Regions from separate parts of the Nomascus leucogenys genome. Here region 1 is linked to region 2. Evidence: chromatin contacts called from public Hi-C data. All regions are on one chromosome and are shown on one strand. The core of a region is the stretch at or near the end of the contact, and the rest is flanking DNA. Distances in the headings are between cores, read along the strand shown. Region 1 overlaps CADM1 (cell adhesion molecule 1). Region 2 has its middle 490 kb from the start of BUD13.

What was found. A called contact is a pair of places that touch in the nucleus more often than the background predicts.
Region 1: a Hi-C map of a lymphoblastoid cell line shows a contact between it and region 2, with 11 times the contacts expected there. The contact joins two enhancer-like sites. A contact is called at or near these places in 2 of 4 Hi-C or Micro-C datasets (both in a lymphoblastoid cell line).

The regions. Positions count from the first base shown.
Region 1 is chr15:19,509,757-19,515,697 of Asia_NLE_v1, reverse strand. All of the region lies in intron 1 of CADM1 (cell adhesion molecule 1), which reads right to left. Among named protein-coding and RNA genes, the nearest start is that of CADM1, 180 kb to the right of the region's middle. Within about 2 kb of position 3,282, the one cell type or tissue checked has an H3K27ac peak away from gene starts, as active enhancers do. A contact at or near this core is called in a lymphoblastoid cell line, where this site is marked.
Region 2 is chr15:18,548,323-18,553,849 of Asia_NLE_v1, reverse strand. No RefSeq gene overlaps it. Among named protein-coding and RNA genes, the nearest start is that of BUD13, 490 kb to the right of the region's middle. Within about 2 kb of position 1,314, the one cell type or tissue checked has an H3K27ac peak away from gene starts, as active enhancers do. A contact at or near this core is called in a lymphoblastoid cell line, where this site is marked.

The DNA of each region.
Region 1 (5,941 bases), core at 2,033-4,532, 960 kb before region 2:
AGATTGTATTAGTACCTACTTCACAGATTACTGCAAGATTAAATGAAATTATGCATACAGAGTACCAGATACATTGTAAGTACTCAATAAATGTTAGCACTTGTCTGTCTTTGGGGTGTCAGATTCTATCAAAACAACTTTACTACCTTCTTTGGAATGCTATATGGTTCTTTAATTTGTCTGTCTATTAAGAACTGTCTTACACTCAGTATTTTTTTTCTGCTTGATTTTATGCCATCAGCTCTACAGCTCTACAAAGCATTCTAAATTATCCTTCTGTTTCTCTGGGTTTTGAGAGATTCAAATTCTTTTTCCAAATTATATACTAAGATCTTCTTTCTGAGTTGATTTTCCTAGCTGCTTAATCACTTCTGTTGACCTCTGATTTTTTTTTTTTTTTAACCAGATTGGCCAAGTCTCTCTGATATGAAGACACCCAGAACAACAATCCGAATTAACCTTTTGAGAGCCCAAAAATTAGGACTTATTTAAGTCTCTTCTGATTTCTGCCTTCCCCAGCATTTACTACCATGTTCATTACTGCATGCTAATCTCAACATTTCTTCCATGGTTTACATCATGACAGATGTTTTGTCCAGATTTCACAGTAAATTTAATGGGCGAGAAACAGTGCAATTATTTATAAAGTTATTATTTGTAGATGAAATTACATTTTCCAAGTGTATAGCTAGTTAAGTTATATATGTCTTCATTCCTTCAACAAGTATTTCTTTAGTGCCTACCATGCACCATGACAGGTGAATCACATACTTTTGCAAAAAGACAAGGCAATATCTTATGTGCTAAATTCCCTTGTCTGCCTACATCACAGAGTTGTTTGAAAGGAATGTTATAATTTTTATGAGTCAAATTAATTATATACTATCTAAATATAAATATATATACACATACACACTATATATATATATATATATATGATCCAATCTCTTTTGGGGGGACAAAAGAACTTTCAGTAGGCTAAAAAAGTCCCTAAGAAAGTTGTCAGTCTATCTTATGGGATGTGCTAAGAAGATGTAAATGAGAGACAAGGAAAGAAAGTAGAACAATTCTGTTTCTCTGTAGCTGGATGAGATTATGGTGTGTTATTTGATTCTGTTTTCTGTATTAATTTTTATAGGCATCCCGTTTTTTACTTCTATTAGTTATTTTTATAACTTTAATAAACTTTCAATAAATTTTAATGAACTATTAAATTTAAATAAATTTTAATAAACTTTCAACTGCTATTTAACTACTCTCAACATAATCCCAAAAGATCACTTTAGTCTCTTTTAAATGAAGGACAAATAATTTAGCACTTTTATACTTCCTTACTCTACCTGCAAGTTTTCTAGTTAGAAAAAAAATCTGAATATTTTTCGGTGTTGATTAATAGTTAGAAACTGTACCTGGAATGTAGTGTAGTATATCGGTACCCAAGATCAGGTCTTTTAGAACTGAAAAATGTCCCTCCAACAGTTATCACAGTGGATTGTTTTGCTGTGTCTTCCACAATAATCTCCATTGGTTTTAGGTTGGATTTGTATCTTTCTAGGCTTCTTTGTTGCAGTCTGGGCATTTTTTTGAAGTCTATCCTCTATCACTGTGAAACGGGAGAGTTCCCTGACCCCCCTCACAAGACATGCAACTGGGGTGTGGCTCAACTGTTGGGCTGCTGCATGCTTGAACACCTTATGGGAGGGGGAGCACACAGACGGGCAGGTGCAGGAGCCGGGGAGAGCACTTCTGGGAGCTGGTCCCACGGTAGCATCTAGGGCTGGGTGCCTGTGACTCCCAAAGCCCCAGTAGGTGTGCTACGCTGTTCTTTTAGCTCCGCTGTCCACAGACGGCTTAAGTGTTAACCAGCTCAGTGCCCTCTTGGTACCTGGGATTTTGTCCAGTGTCCAGGAAGAATGAGGTCACACAGACAAACTGAAGGATGGTAAATGCAGAGGATTTTATTGCTGGATGCAGATGGCTCTCAGCAGGATGTATAGGGAGCTGGAAAGGAGATGGAGTGGGAAGATGATCTTCCTCTGAAGTTTGACCATTCCATGGCCCATCTCCTCTCCAGCCATCCCCAGCTGAGCTCCTCTCGGTGTTCAGATGTTCCTTCTTTTCTCTCCTTCTCTGCCACGTCACTGCTGCTCTTCTGCTCCCCTGCTCTTCTGATTGTGGAGCCTAGGGTCTGGGGTTTATATGGGTATAGGATGGAGGGTACAGCAGGCCAAAAGAGAACATTTGAGTGTGAAAACAGGAAGTCCTGTTCCTATTTAGGGCCATGGGTTTCTGGGCTTGAGAGTGGGGCTTTTGCCAGGGAACCACCCTCTTTTACCCAGTATTTCCCTGCCTCCTGTCCATATCAACTGGATGAATTTTCTAAGTACAGTCAGCTTTTTATTTACAATGGAGATTTTATCTACTATAATTTTCATTTCATTTTATTCTTTTTAAAATTCTCATTTACTAGATGTAAACTCTTCGGGTATCTTACTGAGTTTACAAAGCAGAGCTTTTATAACTGTTTCATAAAGCAAAATTGTTTCAGAAAGATATTGCTACAGATCTCTACAATTTCTTTGCTTTGGAGCTGTAGAATTTTGTTTTAATTATTCATCTATAATATGTGATTTCATTTCTTTTTTACATCCTTGGGCTTTGTTTGACCTTGGCCTTTAGTGCTTACCATGCTTGAGGACTGCTTTTAAGTCCTTCCCAACGATTGAGTTACATTAATGAGTTTGACACGTGTCTTCAGTACCCAACATGTGCTAAGTACTATTCTGGGTGTTGGGGATTCAGTGAGAAGGAATATACATACTCCCACCCTCATCTCTTCCTTCCCCACCCTCATGGAGCTTAGTCTAACGGAGGAGACAAGAAAATCCCACACTAGTGACTGAATGTAGACATCTTTGCAGATGCCCTTGTGTTCAAAGTGGAGCCAAAGGATGATTGGAAGGAGGTGCAAATCCTGGTTCTTGACTTTCAAGCACCTAAAGTCACAGACCAGTCCAGAACCTGAGTGGGAGCCAGGAGTCAGTTCAATGAGAACCACCTCCACCCCATCCAGAAGCTGAGTAAGTCAAAGAAGGAGCATGTTAGCAGCTGTTATACAATCAACTAACACTCAGCAGCACTGGACATGAACAAAAGGGTAACAGGCCTGTACATGTTGAGCAGGATTCCATGACTAGTGGCTGAAAGAGGGAAGTGAGGAGGAGGAATCAGGTTGCAGGTTGGGGGACCTGGTGAAGAAATGGCAACTCCATCCGATTTCAACTACAGGAAAGAACGTAAAAATTCCTCCCAGAAACTAGAATGGGCTCAATGCCTGACACTCATTGTAGTTACTTCTGGGGATTTGGTTTTTTTAAGACAATTTCATGGGTATTTTAAAGGAAATAAGGAAGACATTGTTCATAGCACTTCCACTCACTCTGCTATATTCTTGGAAGTCAGTGGTTCAATCTCAAATGAAACTTCTCACTAACATTATGTTCAGTTATTTATGCTCTCTAAACAATGAGTGTTTTTAGACAAAGATTTCCTAGCCTTTCCAACTCAACAAAAGAGCCTCCCACACACAGAGACACACATTTCCATTCTGAAAGCCCTGCAGGCAGATCTGTGAAGCTTGCCATCATAAGACTCATTTAATTTTAAATTAAATTAAGGGCCCAAAAGGTAAGCACATTGTTCAGGTTATTCCAACTAATGTCCTAAACTTACAATTTCAATGATTCTCCATCCAACTGATGACTCCTACTATAATAAAGAATTCATGAACCATGGAAACAACTGACAAAAATAAAATAAATAAATATCACTCATGGCTTAGAAGAAAAAGCATTCACACAGTCCAGTTCCTAACTCAAATAGAGTAAATATGTGCAGAAAATTTTTATCAAGATTTTACCAAGTCTATACCTGTAAGGAAAAAAAATGGGTACAAAGGCTGATTTTCTAATAGAAATAAAGGTATGAAGGACCCAAATTTCTGACCACTATCAGGTGACACATATACAAATATTCACATAGGCAGTTAGTTGAGATGTAACTAAAATGAAATATATACCTTTTTTTTTTTTTTTTGAGTTCAACACAGCCCTAAGCTTCCCCTCCCCTGCGTGGTGAAGGATCTGATAGATTTCTTTATTCTACATACATTTATTGATCCAATTGTCCCAGTTTTTATGAAATTTACTAACAATGCCCAGGTGCCTGAATGTAAGAGCAGGGGAAAAAAAACAGGAAAAGAACCTGAGTTGGAAATTATCAAAGAATACTGTGTGAGGAAGTCTGCAGGGTAAGCACAATCATTATTGAACCATCTGATTAGCTGTGGGCTGAGTACGGAAGCAGGGATTCGAAGAGAGTTGCCAGCCTCTTCCCTCCCCTATCTTCCCACACTGGAAAACAAGGACGGAACAAAGAATGGAAGAGAAGACAGGTTGAGGAGAAACATGGATGGGGCAGGTAGAAGTTAGAAGGCTGTTTCAAAGAGGAGTCTAACAGAGTTTGAAATATTCAAAATGGAGCAGATCTATTAGGTATGGCATGTGTGTGCACAGCCAAAGTGAAATGAAGATGAAGGTCATTTTAGTTGAGGGATTTAAAGAACTAGGAGATCTGGGTATTAGTAAAGCCATCAGAAGGAATGCTGTACTTACTGAGGATTCTGCATTGAATCACTGAGGAAAAAGTTAGCTGATCTTAAAGCAACCACGGTCCCAGAAGTGTTATTAGGGAGGTGAGGTGCAGCAGGGGTGGTGAGAGGTATGTAAAGTTGGAATGGTATGGCACTTACATATGCTTGATAACGTGTCAATTTCCACATCTAAGAATGGAGATCATATCGATTATAGGGGAGTACCCTTAACCCATCCTTTGCTTGACGCCTCCACTGAGCAGAAGGTAGATTAGAGTGGTATGACTGATTTTTGTAAATTTCATAAATTTAAAGTCCTTGAGAAATAAAAATAGAAATAATCTGATAGTAAATGAAAAGGGTTAAAAAATATATTTAATCCCTACTTGTCAACCCAGGAATAGAGAGAATGGGGGGCAAAAGTGATGTTCCTTGGCCACTCCTGGATCTCCCTGCACTTCCCTAAGACCATCACTCCAGCCAAACACTAGCTGACATTTTCTCCCCAGGAACTCTTCACTTCTCACTCTATACACCCTGTGCAAGGTCCTCCTCACCTCACCAGTCCCAGACTAGAACTTCCAATTGCTTACTGGTCTTTTCTCCCTGATGTCCCATCAGTTCTTCAAAATCAAAGCTGTTTAGCAAATTCCTCCCCTCTTTTCCAATTTGACTGCAACAAACTCAGGGCCAACCATCTTTTCTTACCTGATTTTCCCAATGGTGTCCTAATTAGCCGCCTACTCCCCTAAAACATCCTCTACACTACCACCCGGGCAATCTCTCTAAAGGACGATCTGATCAGATCACTTCCTCACTTAAAACCCTCAAAGGCTCCCAGTGCCTACAGGATGAAGCACAAAACCACTTAAGCTCTGAGTCATGCTCTTCTGTTGAGAGATCGAAAGACAGAAAGAGAGAGAATGCCCAACATGCCTCCCTCAAAATCACTGGGAGGATCAAATAAAAATGTATGGAGAAGCACTTTCAAAACTATAAAGCTTATCTAGTGGTTCTTAGTCTTTATGAGATCACAGTCCCTTTGGAGAGTCTGATAAAAGCTCTGGCGTTTTCTCAAAAACACGCATCCACCTACATGTAAAATTTGGCATCCAATTTCAGAGCATCCACGATTCCTCAAAGACAATCTTGACTAACAACCTTACTTAGGTATTTTAGTATTTTCACATTGGTATATAGAATTGGAGTAGGTATCATCTTGATAGCATTTCCAGCTTTACAAACAAGCAAGCAGCTCTCCTGTGGGCAGTAACATTATTCATGAAGATG
Region 2 (5,527 bases), core at 65-2,564:
ACTCCCCTCCCCAGCATGGCACTCTCTGTTTTCCCTCTTCTCTGTCTCTCCCAGTCTCTACTCCAGACCTGTCCTCATGGATCTATAAGGGTGAGAGACCCTGGGGACCATCTGAGCCTTTGTACCATAACCTGACTCCCCATCCAGGCCTGGCTTGATCCTCCTGACCCAAGAACACAGGGAAGCCTCGGAGGAAGGGTCTGAGTGAGTGCTGACACTGAGCCTCAAAATGAGCTCTCGAAATCGGATGCCATTGGAATGGGTGGGACAGAGCGCACTGCACAAAAAAGTCATCAGTATTTCTGGAACAAGAGCAGAGAGCAGATCTCTCAACCAACACAGAGTGGGGAGGACAGGGGGCAGGCTGGGAACCAGTGCACCAAGGAGGGCACACAGGCAGGTGAGGGAGACAGGGAGAAGGGCCCAGGGCTGACTTCTGGGGCTTTTGACTTTCACAAAGGGCACCAAGACATCACAGAAAGAAGCATGTGAGTCACCAGCTCTGACTCAGGCCCTGGCTGGCTAGTGACAGGACAGGGCATTCCAGATGTCACTCAGGAACCCCAAGAGGACTCTAGGCCTGGGGAGAGCGCCTGCTGCCTGAGACAAAGAAGTGCCCAGCAGAGGCAGGGACCTCCCACTTTCTTCCCCAGGACCTGAGGCCTTCACACTTGCTCCCAGGGAGCCCCGCAGGACGTGGCCACCCTCACTTTCGCTTGCCACCATGTCTGTCTTTCACCCCTCACTCTCATCTCTTCTCCTTGGCACTCTACTGACCAGGGCCTGGGTCTTTTCCTGTTCTGCTCCTGGGGAAGACAGGGCCCTGGGCTCGAGTGTGGCCTGAGCCCTGGCTCCTGGGGCCCCTCGGGGACAACCCAGGGTGCTGGAGGGACAGTGCCGCAGCCGTGCTGGTCAGAGGGGTGGGCGAGAGGATGACGCTCAGGCTGCCCTGCCGCCAGTGGGCCTCCCAAGGGGCCCTGCCCACAGCAGGGATGGTCTAGGTGGTGGGTGTGGAGCCGACACCACAATCAAGCGTTCACCATGCCTAAAACCAGGGCCAGCTGGATGGGGGTCACCTTTCTGTGCAGAACCAGGGTCCTTGGGATGCCTCCAAAGATACCATCAGGTCCCTCTTGTTGTCCCCAGCCCTCCAGCCAACCGCGCACACACCAAACCCCGGGGAGGCAACTCAGCCCTCCCTCCTCCAGGGGGCGCACTCTGGCCCACACCGACAGCGGCCTGGAGGCACTTCTAGGAGATCAAGGTGCCCTTGGAGAGAGAATCCCAGCAGGAGCTCCACGCCGAGTGGAGAGACCTCCTCCCTGCTTCTGAAGCCGCAGGCCCTGGCCTCAATAATCCCCCAGCCGCGGGCCGATTTGGCATCCTCCGACCCCTGCGGCCACTGCCAGGTAAGTGCTCCTGCCGAGGCATCAGTGTAGAGCAAGCCTGCCACCTGGTGGTGAGGCCACCCAACTACAGGCTGGGGCTCTTGAGGGCCCTGCTGTCCCGCGCCGAGGGCCCCATACCCGGGTGCCCAGGGGCTCCCGCAGAGCAGACCCTGAAGGCGCGGAGCCCTGCCCAGGGCCTTTGTAGGCACTGCTGAGTTTGTGAGGGCAGGAAAGCAGAAGGTAGGGGTGGATCGGGTTCAAGGGCGGAGGCAGAAGACCCCTGGGAAAGGCCTGATCCGAGGGACTTGGGAAAGAAGGGATTCGGGCTCCCAAGGGGCTCACACGCCCCTTCCCCGGGCATCTATCAGGAAGCAGCAGCTTGGGGCCATGGAGAGGCCCAAAGCCTGGATTCCATTCCTGGCCCCACCACCGCCCACAGTGGGGCTGACTGTGGCTCCTTGCATGCATACCGCTCCTACCGCAGGAATAGGGCGGATTGACAGGAAGATGAGTCCCTGCTCCGGGAGCTCACCGGAGCTGGGATAAGCCGAAGTCGGCAAATGGATGGGACAGGCAAGTGTACTGGGGCAGGAAGGGCCTTTGGGATCTTCTCATCTAACAGAGGCTGCATCATGAGTTCTGTGGGACCCTTAGCACCTTCGTCTTCATGGGCCTCTTCCTCCACACACACAAATTCGTATTAAAATCCTATTTTATGGCCAAGCAAGGTGGCTCACGCCTGTAATCCCAGCACCCCAGCACTTTGGGAGGCAGAGGTGGGAGGACGGCTTGAGCCTGGGAGGCAGAGGTTGCAGTGAGCCGAGATCATGCCACTGCGCTCCAGCCTGGAAAACAGAGCAGAACTATATAATGACTGCTTTGGTATCAAGAGGAATGCATTAATATTATATATGAAAAATATTTTCCTCAACCTAAAAGCATATTCTTTCTCTTCTGACTTTAAAAGAAATTAAAACATTTTTGCATGCCTGCTGTGCTCATGGATAAGTGGGCCCTGCCTGAATCCACCTCCTCCTGTAGCAGATGAGGAAACTGAAGCCCAGAGACAGGAAGAGGCTGTTCAATGTCACAGAGGGGCTGTGGCAGGGCTGGGGCCAGAACAAGTCTTCAGGCTTCCATGCTAGGGCTCTTTCCATTACCCATTTAACCTTTTTTAAGAGGTGGAAAAATCTCTGCCACCTGCTGCGCAGGCCCAGGAGGAGCCCCCTGATCTAGCCCACCCATGCCCTGGAAACTCTGGCTGGGATCTGCTATTTTGCCCTCCCTGGCGGCAGCCCTCCCTCCCCCAGCCCTGGCCCTGCAGCCAAGTCACCACCACCACCGAAGCTCTTTGGCCTGCTGTCTTATTAATTCCTAATTTCCAATTTGCAAGAAGAGAGAGCCTTAAACCTCCATTTCACCAGCCCAGCAATCACGCAGATGATGCAAGTATCTCTGGACAGCCTTTAATTTATTTCCCAGCGCACGCGGGCACTGCTGAGAGACTTGATGGCACCAGCTTAAACATAATAAATTACTCAAGTACCAGAGATTAGTTAATAAAGCTCCAGGCTCCCTCCCAGCCCCTGCTGACTTGGTCTGTGACACTAAAGATTCCTTTGAAGATACCCAACTGGAGGGGTGGAGGGTTCTGAAGTGGGGGTCCCCAGGTCTGAGTCAGCTAGCCAGCCTTCCTCAGGACCCTTGATGCCAGGCAGAAGTTCTGCCGGGGCTGGAGAGGCAGGGACCCCAGAAAACCATAGGGTGGACCCCGGCATTTTCTACTCCACATCTCAACATATCAATGGAAGTCATAATCTAATGGCAAATCTGATCCTGGCATGAGAATAGCTTGGAAGACGAGGAGTCAGATGTGTGCCCAAGAATGAAGAAAGATGCTGGTTACTTTTGGAGCCAAGCAGAGGGAACGGAGATGCTTTTTCATGGAGACACAAAGGATCAGGATAGTCTTTAAGAGTCTGAAGGCTGATCCCTGCCCCTCACTCCTATGACCTTCCAGGTGTGTCTTCACAGGGCGTCATATCCACACACCATCCTCTCACCCCAGCGCCTTTGGCCCTGGCCTGACAACAGTCGCGCCTCACCCAGTCGCGCCTCACCCACACCTGCACAGTCCCCACCCTCCCCCATCAGAACCGTCTATAAAACTCACATCTAACCATATTGCTTCTCTGACTACAAATTCCTGATGTTCTGCTGTTGCCTGCCTAATAAAATGTGGTGCCAGAACCTGGACTTCATCGTCTTCCTCTAGTGGTAATGAAAATAGGGAACTGGAAAAGATATTTGAAGGAAAGGGTATAGCTTGCCTCCTGGGGAGCCTCAAAAGAGAAGATTCTCATCTGCTTGGATGGCTCAGCAGATTCCTGAGCGAGATGAAGAAATGGACAAGACAAACTCAGAATTCAGTCCTAGCCCGTGATACTGGAAAAACAGCCTTGGCAGGGGGGCAAAGAAAGGCATAGAGAAAGGATGTCTGGAAAATGGTAGGAGTTGAGCAGTTCCCTAAGCTCCCCCAGGAACCCCATCCTCCCTAAGAACCTCAGCTGCTGGCCTCACGCCAGTGCCCCAGGTCTAATGGTCTCAAGGAAGATAAACCCAATAGCTTTTGTCCTGACACCAAAGCCAGAGCTCCTGGCTCCCAGGCCCCTGACCACTCCTAGCCCCCACATACGCTGCTGAAACCAAAGTCAGACTCATGAGCAGGGAGCTGGACTTCTTCCCCAGCCCTGTGTGGCACTGCAGTGCTCCTGAGACTAAGGAAATTGTGATCCACAGTCACCTTTGTTCCCAGGCGCTAGTATTATTCATTGTTATCGGCAATAAAGACCTCTTCAGTATCTCTAATTCTTTCCTTCCATAATGCTCAAAATACTGCCTACACATGCTCTTGTTTATGCAGAGAGGGCCTCCCTTCACACAATAGATGGTTGCTGAATATGGTGTAAATTGAATCACATTATAAACACACTAGGGGAATCCTAACATGAATCCTTTCATAAAGTGAATAATTATCCCCTAATTTATCATTAGTGTAAGCCCAGGTTTTTATATAACCAGTTTTCATGTGAGCAAAACCCGCCTATGTGTGCACGCGCGCACACACACACACACACATTCCTGACGAGCGAAAGCTGCAGTGTTCCATATAGTGCCAGGCACAAATCAGCCTTAATAAAAGTTTCTGAGAGCGACACTGCTGAACCGAAGCACCAAGGATTGTATAAGAGTGTTTTTTCCATTTCAGAAAAAAGGAAACTGAGGCCCATAAAGGAGAAATGGTTTTGCTAGTGTCCTTCATCCCCATAGAGAAGATCATTTCAAGAATTTTATAAGAACTTTAGGCACTCCTTGGACACAGGAGATGGCAGGGAAGTGGAAGAAATTGAGGAATGATTGGCTGGGGCATGGGGGTTGACTTGGGAGAGCGTTGGATGTCACATCAGTTCCTTCAGTCTCAGGAGTGGGTCCAGAGTAAGTGTGTGTAGGGAGTAGATGGGATGCTATCATTTAAGCCTACCCTGACTTCTGCCTGATGGGGAAGTTTCAAGGTGGGGGCTTCTCTGAGCCCCTGTAGATAAAGTGCTGGGGTCCAGCAGCAGGCATTCGCCTCTGCCTCAGGGGATGCAGCCTCCCCCGATCTCCTTCTCCAGGCCTTCCCAACACTGCACTGTTTGGGCACCATCCTTCTTACCTGTTCCCTCCAGACACCTCTAGAAGCCTCTAGAAGTGGCTGGGAGCTGTCCCTATGTGAATAGCCCTCCCCAGACCTCACCCGAGACACCATAGCTTGGGCAGGTCAGAGATCCAGGATCCCAAGTACACTACATAATTTTCTGCTCTCTAATCCCACTCCTCTGGGTCCTGGAAAGACCCCCAGCCTCCCTAAACTGGGGGCCCTGGGATTCCCCAAGCCCAGGAAAACCTGGGTTCCATGCCCTACTCTGCCACCGCCAACAGTCCATCCTATTTGCACGGGCTTTAAGATTGACAAGACACTATCCTGCACCACCTCATTTAAACCTCACCACAACACTGAGAGGAAGAAATGATTTAGCTCCATTTCGCCCATGAGGAAACTGATGCTCAGAGATGTCAAGACACTGCCCCCAAATCAC